Regions from separate parts of the Mus musculus genome. Here regions 1 and 3 are each linked to region 2. The links are chromatin contacts, called in public HiCAR-type and promoter capture Hi-C maps. All regions are on one chromosome and are shown on one strand. Each heading gives the region's core, a stretch centred on a gene start, on an enhancer-like site or on the middle of the called end of the contact. The rest is flanking DNA. Distances are from core to core; before and after follow the strand shown.

What was found. HiCAR-type assays count read pairs that join an accessible place to other places. Capture Hi-C pulls out chosen DNA fragments and counts their contacts.
Region 1: a contact with region 2 is called in a promoter capture Hi-C map of adipose tissue, with 5 times the contacts expected there. The contact joins the promoter of Yju2 here to the promoter of Sgo1 in region 2. A contact is called at or near these places in 1 of 39 promoter capture datasets (embryonic stem cells), 2 of 484 Hi-C or Micro-C datasets (B cells and uterus), 2 of 115 datasets of contacts at active chromatin or transcription factors (acute myeloid leukemia and astrocytes) and 1 of 9 other capture datasets (adipose tissue).
Region 3: a contact with region 2 is called in a HiCAR-type map of astrocytes, with 7 times the contacts expected there. The contact joins the promoter of Pot1b here to the promoter of Sgo1 in region 2. A contact is called at or near these places in 6 of 39 promoter capture datasets (the 3T3-L1 cell line, the C10 cell line, the HPC-7 cell line and 2 more) and 3 of 115 datasets of contacts at active chromatin or transcription factors (astrocytes, embryonic stem cells and large pre-B cells).

The regions. Positions count from the first base shown.
Region 1 is chr17:55,957,202-55,960,513 of GRCm38.p6, forward strand. It overlaps Yju2 (YJU2 splicing factor), which reads left to right and starts at 1,986. Exons shown (of 8, transcript NM_028381.3): 1 at 1,986-2,060. The coding sequence starts at 2,037. Gm16712 (predicted gene, 16712) reads right to left here and starts at 2,200. Exons shown (of 3, transcript NR_108021.1): 1 at 1,933-2,200.
Region 2 is chr17:53,687,862-53,691,044 of GRCm38.p6, forward strand. Sgo1 (shugoshin 1) reads right to left here and starts at 1,454. Exons shown (of 9, transcript NM_028232.2): 1 at 1,350-1,454; 2 at 129-259. It also overlaps the pseudogene Gm31532.
Region 3 is chr17:55,711,351-55,714,527 of GRCm38.p6, forward strand. Pot1b (protection of telomeres 1B) reads right to left here and starts at 1,286. Exons shown (of 17, transcript NM_028370.2): 1 at 1,190-1,286.

The DNA.
Region 1 (3,312 bases), core at 736-3,235, 2.3 Mb after region 2:
CTATTAAAATTAAGAATTCCTCTTTGCCCATTTTAAATTTTTAAATATTTTATTTTCAAATATAAGTAAAGGGTTATGTGCAGTGCCCACTGAGGCCAGACGAGGGCGCCAGAGCCCGTGAAGCAGGAGTACCGGTCCACAGGGTGACTGCTGGGTCTTCAGCTAGAACAGCCTGTGCTCCAGCACAGGAGCGCCTCTTTATCCCTGTCTGTCCATCATGTCCATGGAGTGAGTGACGTTGGGGCTTGTCTGTGTTTGTGTGCACACAGCACACCTCAAGGCCTCATACCTCCAAGGCTTCACCGACTGAGTCATCTCCACGGGCCCCCAAACAAGGCCTTCATGACAAAAAGAAGTTAATGTGGCTCGAGGGTCAGGAGCCTGGGGGGACACAGAATGGTGCTAGCTTCAAAAAGGAATTCCACATGGTACAGTGCATGAAGGGGGGCATGAAAGTGGGAGAAAGGGAGAGGATGGAGCAAGGTGCAAGGCCCTGCAAAAGGACATGGCACAGGAGCTACCTGTAGGAGAATGTTGGAGACACACCCCTAGCACCTGTTTCCTCAGCTAAGAGGAAAATAGGACAAAGCCCAGCCTTGTTGAAATGAGGATATCGAGGGTGGGGGTAGGGATGGAGGATGGTGGCAAGCTAAAGACCAGCCTAGAAATCCTGTTTCAAAAAGACCAAAAGAATAGGAGGAGGAGGAGCAATGGGGGCTGGGCTCAATGCTGGGGCTTGTCATATTTTGTAGGCACAAATAATAAATAAACAAATGTAAAAAACGAATACTAAGCCTGGCAGTGGTGGTGCATGTCTTTAATCCCCAACACTAGAGGCAGCCACAGGCGCATCTTTGTTGAGTTTGAGGCCAACCTGGTCTACAGACTGAGTTCCAGGACAGCCAGCACTACACAGAGAAACCCTGTCTCAAAAACAAAAACAAAACAACAGCAAAGATACTATTTTTTAAAGAAAAAAGTAAAAAGAGTTGGGCACAGTGTCTCTTATTTGTAAACCCAGCACTTGGGAGTCAGAGGGAGGGGAGGACTACTGAGTTTTCAAGGTCAGCCTGGATTACGTGGTGAGTTCCTCTCTCATAAAAGAAGAAACGCACCGGGTGGTGGTGGCACAGGCCTTTAATCCCAGCACTTGGGAGGCAGAGGCAGGCAGGTTTCTGAGTTCGAGACCAGCCTGGTCTATAAAGTGAGTTCCAGAACAGCCAGGACCACACAGAGAAACCCTGTCTCGAAAAAAAAAAAAAAAAAAAAGGAGAAGAAAGAAGAAACGCACGCGCGCACGCACACACCACCACCACCACCAACAAAACACAATGAAAACCAGGCAGGTCACTGATTCCAGGCTTGCAGTAAGATTGTTTCAAATTTAAGGCCAAGCTGGACTGCAGAGTCTGCTCCAGGCCAGCCTGGGCATCTTAGTGAGAGGCTACCTCCCAGCATTAGAGCGCTGGGTGGTGTTTTCTGTGGTAGAGTGCCTGCCTGGCATATGCAAAGACCCTGGATTCCATCCCCAGCAGCAGAAATAAAGAAACTTAAGAAGAAGGAACACCAGAACGGGACATGGTGGCCTTTAATTATTTGGTCCCAGAACTCACAAGCAGGAGGATCTCCTTTAGTTTGTGACCACCCTGAGCTACATAGTGAGTTACAGGACAGCCAGGGACACACAGTGAGACTCTGACTCAAAAAAACAAACAGCATTGTTGATCAGAGTTAGGAGAGAAAATGTTATTATCCCAGGCAGCTTTCTCCATCCTTTCAGTGTGCTAGATAAGCGCACACAGGATCCACATGTCCCGGAACCTTTATTTCGGGTTTCAACTACCGGCACCCGGAAGGGAACGGAAGCGCACTCCCGACTCGGATCGACAAAGATTGCAGCCAATGAGAACGATGAAGCGGGTAGGCACCAACCAGTGAGCCGGCTTAGGAAGTGGCGACACTGAGGCGCTGAATCGGAGAAACTCCCCGTAGACTGAGGACCGCTTCTTCGCTTGTTCGCTGGACAGGAAGCGAAAATGTCGGAACGGAAAGTTTTAAACGTAAGTGCTCAGAGTCTAAATGTTCCTACAGAGGGTGAAGTGTGCGAGGGCTCCGGGCGAGGCGTGCTTCCTTCCGGTCATTTCCTTTTGCAAGCCCCTCTCGCGCACACGCACGCACACGCACGCGCGTCTTCCAGTCGGGCGGGAGCTTTCCAAACTCTTGCCAATCACATTTTTGGGGGCGGTCGTTAGCTTCCCCCTCTCCCCGCCCCCCCCCCCCCAGCTTCGTGAGTAACCAATCATCACCAGGGAAGCGGAGCTTCTGTCACTTTACCCAATTGGGGGCAGGACTGCTTCTTTGTGGGTTTTCCCCAGATCAGATCAGGGGATGTTGTTGGTCACCTCAGTTCTTCCCGGCTTTTGTTGAATTAATATCCGAAACCTTTTGCAGAGATGTCTACATCATGTTGGGGTTTCTGGGGTGACTCAGTCTCCACTCTTGGAAAATTTTGCTCTCCATTTCCTGGATCTGTTTTTTAAATGTTTGCTTTGGGTTAAGGTTTCACTGTACACAGAAGGCCCAGAATGGCCTCGAACTCACAGACCAAAAGTTTGTACACCTAAGATGGGCTATATTCACTTTTTAAAGGATTAGTTTTATTTTCACTTTATGTTTTTCCTTCATGTCTGTCTGTGCAGCACGTTTGTGTGCACTGCCCAGGCTGACTGTAAACTCACAGTTCTGCATCAGCCTCCTGAGTGCTGGTATGACAGTTGTACACCATCATTCCCGTCTACCGCCTGAATTAGCAAAGCTTCCTCTCTCGTGAGCCTGGTTGCCAGTAGGTGTCAAAAGCAGAGCCTCCTTGTTGGTGGTCCACATAGCTTCTTTTTGGGGGAGAGGGGAGTTGTCTCTCTTCAGCCCCCTGTCTCAAATTCCCGGGTGCTGGGTTTGGACATTGGCATGCCAGTAACCCAGAGTGGTTGTCCCTGTGCGCCTCACCCCAGCCTCCCAAGCACACAGAGAGGCCAGAGCCTGTTCTCCCCAAGGAGATTCACTGGCCAGATTTTGCCCTGGGATGGTGCCCTGCAGCCTGTGTGGTACCCTAGTGCAGGTTAGGCCACCATTGACAAGGTCTGATTTATGTCGGGCCTCCATTTCCTCATGAGTGTCTAGAATCTTATCATGTGATAGGCAGCAGGGGTCCACCCTTACTGCAAACCCTGGGCCTCTAGAACCTTCCCTAGAAGGCATGTCACAGCGTAGGAAAGTGACCCACCACACTATATAATTTGTGTTGGAAGCTTGTGC
Region 2 (3,183 bases), core at 204-2,703:
TGAATTAAAAACAAAACAAAAAAAAAAAAAACCAATGAACACTTCTCAGATATTTTTTAAACATAAAATTTAAGAAACATAGGCTGTTCATCAAGAAGGGATTACAAAAGACTAAATTGTAAACTTACTTCAAAAAAAGCAATATTTTGATTTTCTGCTTAGAAATATTAAGTCAGGTGTTGTAGAATAATCCAAGCTACTAAAAAGGCTAAGGCAGGTGGGTCATAGATTTATGCTTGGGCTACATAGTGAAATTCATCTAAAACAAAACAAGAAGAAAAAAGATGTTAGAATCAAGCCATCATAAGAAAAAAAATCCCATAAAATGTCATTCATGCTTTTGCTATAACCTTATCTTCTACTATTTCATAGGAAAGTATTAAATAACTCCAGAAAGTATCAATTATTCATCTTATAGTAAATATTCATTGGAGGCGTACAACATTCTAGGCTCTATGGGAACTTATTATTTTGGGACAGGATATTGCTGTTACCCAGTCTGGTTTTGAACTTAAGAGCTCTCATGTCCTTCCTACCTCAGCCTCCTGAGTAGCTGGGACCACAAATGTATGAGCCATAAGCAGACTTACTTTTCTTACAATGTTTATAGCCAACCTTTAGTGTTTAGGATTACAGTATTAGTTCAGAAGCAATTTATATGTATATCTGGGTTTCTGTTTGGCAGCTTTTCTCTAGTAATTTTGGGGCTGAGAAAACATGTATTCATGTTAATAACAGTAGCGTGCTTCAAGCAAAATAAACTTCCTGGTCTCAAAATTGTAAACTGTTGCCAACCACAATGTGTGCATATAATTGTCACCACAAGAACTATCTTGATTCATCTCCTTTTAGTTAAGTGTTTTCTTGAATCTCTTCTTGAGTATTCTCACCAGGACGTATTTTCCTCCACGCATAATGAAGCCTTAAATTGGTACTGTATATCTTATCTAACCCTTTATTTTTACCAATGTGTATATACGATAGATTGGAGAGGGGAGTTCAACAGAATAAATGCAACGACTTCTTATAAGAATGGGTGGGTCACCATCAAGTTTTAAAAGTTTGCACCGGAGACATCTGAGTGACACACAGAATGAATAACTGATAGAGTTAAAGTTAATTACAGTTTGTTCGCGTGCGCGAGCACAGTGGGATGGAAATCGGGCCTTGTGCGTGCTAGACAGTGCAAGTCGGCGAGAACACCCCTTCCTCCGGCCCCTATCTAAAAAGTTTTTGCTACTTTGATTGAGCAAAAGCCCTGTCGATTTCGGGGTGCTCGCTTTCGCGAGCGGAACGCGTCGTCCGGTCGGAGAGATACCTCCAGTCCCGCCGCCCGTACCGCTCCGTACCTCGGCCACTCAGGTCCGGACGAGCAGATGCAACCTCCCGCTCCGCCGCGCTCCGCAGCTACCGCCGCCACATTCGAAATTCTGCGTTACGCGTATCCATTGGCTGGCCGGACACCATCACGTGACACTCCGGCCCGCCCTTCTCCGTAGACGCAGCGCCCGGCCCCGGGGAATGGCATCACGTGGCGCGCCTGCGCACGCGCAGCTGTGGCTGGGGTGGGGTAGAGGGGGTGGAGTCAGGCTGGAATTGAGGCCTTGGCTCGGCGTCCGCCTTCCCACAGCCTAGAGATCTAGCGACTTTGAGACTGGGTCTTGTCTGGGTGCGTCCCTGACTTCCGGTTAGACCTGGGGTGTTGACGCAGGCCTGAGAGCCCAGCTCTCAGAAGGCTGAGGCAGGAGAATGACGAGTTCGAGTTGAAGCCTGAGTTGGAGCACGAAAGATCCAAACAGATCCTGGCGTGGCTTGTCAGGGCGCCCAAGGCCGCGCAGCTCTTGTGCTCCGGGGCGCGCCCGTGTGGCAAACGTCCATCCAGCACGTTTAGCGCAGGCTCAGCGAAAGGACTGATGTGAGAGACTGGGCTCTCCAGGTTCAGCCCGCTGGCGAGATCTGCGGGTGGGCCTGGCTGATTCAAGAAGAAACGCCAAGTGACAGCCCGATCCTGTCCTGTGCATTTACGGAAGAGATTTACAACCGGCTGCGCTCACCTCAGAAGTCATTGTAGTGCAGCAGCCGTGACTGAATTAGAAGGTCATCTTGTGGGATCCGTTTTTTAAAGTGCTTTCCCGGGAACAATCTAAACTTCTTTATCAGTTCCTGATAATAGTCAAGGAATTGGGTTTAGTCATGCTGAGAAAAGTTCGGCACGCTTACACATCAGGCAGCGTTACTGGGTAGTTCTGAAGGCACACAAAGAAAATGGGAAGGGGAAGGTGGCAGCAGGGAGCCCTACCACAAGACATTTGGAGCCTCCACAGTTGAGTGATTGCTTCATAAGTCATATCCTTGGCAGATGTCTTGTGCCATAAGGTAGATAGATATACGTAGCCAATATAACAAGTTATATTTTACTATGCTGGTCATCACACAAGGTTCACACTCTTAATTTCTTACCTAGGGTCCTAAGATTATCGTTCCACGGCTGCTCATTTATGGCTCTCTTCTTTGTTTTCTGTTTGTTTTTGTTTTTGAGACAGGGTCTTCTTGTAGCCCAGGATGACCTCTAACTCCTTACGCTGTAGAGAAGTCTCTCTGTGTACCTTTGACTGTCTTGGAACTCACTATATATTTGAGGTTGGCCTCAAATGCAAACAGATCCACCTGCTTCTGTCTCTTGAATGCTAGATTAAATGTGTGTACCACCATGTCCATCTCCTAAAAAAGTTTGGTTTTGGTCTGTTTATTTGGCATTCAAAAAACAAAACAAAGCAAAACAAAACAACGGGTTAAGGCAGGTTTTTTACACAGCCTAAGCAGACTTCAAATTCGTGATATTTCTGCGATGACCAGGAACACACAGAGATATGCTAGTCTTGGCCTCCCAAGTGCTGACATTAAAAAAAATTTTTTAAAAAAGATTCCTTTGGAAATGTGGATATGATCCAGATATCAAAAGCTTTTGCTGCTCTTGCAGAGGACCTGAGTTCAGTTCTGAGCACCCATGTCAGGCAGCTCACAACCACCTCTGACTTCAGCTCCAGATTTGATGCCCTCTTCATGGGCACCTGTGTACAGCATGTGGCATACGTGATCAAAGAGAACACATACATATATACAAAAATAAGAATTAAAAAACCCTTTGAAAGATTCTTTAATACTTACCATGTCATGTGCTGT
Region 3 (3,177 bases), core at 36-2,535, 2.0 Mb after region 2:
ATACTGAACTATGGGATGTGTCAGGCAGTCAGGATATTCGATTCCCTTTCTTAATCTTTAGAGAACCTTTCTCTGAATTTCACTTGGACCATACTTTTAGGAATTCAATATAGCATGTTCTAATAAATATTAAGTCATCTGGGGAAAATCTGAGGAAAAAAATATGTAAGATTCATAACTTAAGTCTTATTGAAGATACAGAAAGTGAAGTTCATTAATTTCCCAAAGTGTTTTTTCTCAACCCGGTAATACAATCTCTCAGCAAAATAAAATGTTGTTTTAGAAACCAATTACAATTTAAGAAAGAAAAAATTCTTAATGTGAAATGAAAAACTCATAAACTAGGACAATGAGGGCAAGTCAATACAAAACAAAAAGTTCAGTTTAGTCTCTGCCCCACTGTCAACTTCGGAAAATAATTACCTAGTCAAAAGTACAGGCATGATAGTGTTTTATAACAGTTCCTTTCAACTTCTCTTTTGGCTTTCATATTAAAACTTTCTGTCTCACACACACCATGGACTCTTGGTAAACAACCATATGGGTATTTCTTAAACAACAGATTAAAACTCATATGAACCTCATACTAATAAAGTCACTATCCACTTTTCAAAGAAAAAAAACAGATTAAAAGTAGATCCTACATTAATACTCTTCAATATTACTAAAGAAAGCAAAAAACAAAAAAAAAAAAAACTGAAAACAAATTATACTTTGGCAAAACGATGCTTTTTGTGTCCTCAGCAGGAAGTATCAGCTTGAATCAAAATACTTTTAAAAGCCAGTTTTCCGACCTGTTGCACGGCATAGTAGTAGCCCGTTCCTTTAATCCTAGCGCTCTCTCTGTTCACTGTGCACCAGGTTCATGCTTTTCTTCTGACACTTGTCACCTGGGCAAGTACCTGAAGCCTCTGAGGCTCCCAATAACACACACACACACACACACACACAGCGGGTTATCGCTGCCGCCAACGCATAGCGCACACACACAGACACACACACACACCCCTGAAGCTTGAGGTCTCCCTGAGAGAGAGGATGCCGAACACAGCGGGTTATCGCTGCCGCCAACGCATAGCGCACTTTCTCTACAACTACCCCAAATGTGGTTGCAAACGACCCCTCATATCATCCAGGGCCCGACCTCCAGCGATTACACCAAGAACTCCAACACCCTAGCGTTCAGTACCTCACAGAACACCGAGGATCCCGGCAACTTTTTCAACCTGCAGAGACGCGACTTCGACTTCCGGAGCCGTGGGACACACGCATGCGCACTCCAACCATTCCGCCCGCTTTTTGCTCGTGCTTCCCATAACAAAAGCGAAAGGCAGGCGGGGCCTCGGCCAAGCTCCTCCCAGTTGGTCCCTGCAGAGTAGGAAGCCTGCTGCTCCTCTTTCCACGCCCCTAATGGATTTTTCTGGGGACTAGCGGGGGGGGGGGGGGGGGGGGGAGAACACACTGTTCAAAGGATAGTAACTGGCTTGAAAGAGTCCTAAATCCTGTAGCCAATTGGAACCCTATTCCGAGTGAGACTCCAAATTCTATTTTGTTGAATAAATGGATCAGAGGCAAAACCCTTTGTTAATCTAAGTTAAGCACCCAAATGCACTTTTACACGATGTAAATAGACGAAGATAACAATGTTGTTTTGTTGTTTTTTTAATCGCAATTTAGGGCTATTATGCTATTGCCAGGCAAGTTGAAAAATACCAACAATCCTTTGTTAGTCTGAAGATTTATCGTTCTTTACTATATTTTTGAGTGATGAAAAATTGTCATGAGTTTAGAAACTTTGTAATGATTAATTTCAGAATATAGAAAGCTGAACAAGAGTATGTAGGCTTATATCGAGTGTAAAAAAATTAATTAAAAATTAAATTTTAAAAAGTGTGTAGGCTTTAAAAGTTTATCACGATTATTTGGAGTTATTTGGGAACCCTTTGTATCGGGTTAAAAGGCATTTTTAAACACAGAATAACTTTTTTATCTTTCACAAAATGTTCCACTATTAGTTTAAATTGAGTCTACATCTATTCATTTTACCCACCCACTTTTTTCAGGAAGTGGGGAAAGTTTTGAAATTCCATTGATGAAAATGAAGGTCTTTTGTTCATTCTTTTAAACTACATGCAACATTAATGGCACTGCCTATGTTAATTGTAACTGTTAATCTTTCTCCCTTAAGTTCATCAAAGTTCATCAAAGACTGAGTGCATTGACAAAAATGATGGGATTGTATGCATTTATGGTAGGATGGAAATGATCTCCATTGTTCTATCAATAGAAAAAAATCAGTTAAAGGTATCTTTCCCATGACTGAGAAGAATATTTCCATGTACGTGATTTCCATGTAATTGAGTTAAAGAAATTCAGTGTGATTGGGGCACATTCCACCTATAACATGAAGTCAGAATTTGGCACAATGGAATCGAATATGTGAAGAAAACCAAATAAATTGGCATTGCTACTTACGTTCCCATTAAAATGATATAAATGGGACGAATTTTGAAGTGAGTATATTAGACTAAAAGGAGACTTAAAATCAAAATGTACTTCTTTAGTTTGTTATTTATGTCTGCTTATCTATGCTAGTGTCATCCATATTAAAACTTCCTAATACTACCCACAGTGGTCTAATAGAAATGTTAATCAACTCCTCTCTATTTTTATATTAGAAATTATATTTTGCTTTTTATTTCTGACAGATAGTCTTTGTATCAACCCACTGGTTCTTCGGCAGAAAACTCCCACTGTTTTTGCTGCAGTTAGATTTAAGCATAAGTGTGTTTCAGATTGTTCAGAGATGGAAGGCAATATTTTCTAGTATATCTATAGCAGATATGTCAAGATTTTCTGTCTGTGTACAGATTTCCTGGAAATTCTTCCTAAAACCACATAAGAAAATATGTGCATCATTTCCTCTGGCAGAAATCACAAAATCAGAGGGAAGACTTGATGAAGTCAGTTCTGTGGTTGACTGAGTAGTAAACAAGATAAAAATGAAAAACAAAAACAAAACCCCTACCACCTGAAGCCAGTACTGAGCTCTTAAGTCAACTCTCCCCACACCTCATTTTCCTCATGATTTCTAGTGATATATAATAGTATATGTGTTTATTTTTTGCTTTTGGTTTTCTATTGATAGCATCAAAATGTAGTCTTATTTTAGGCAAA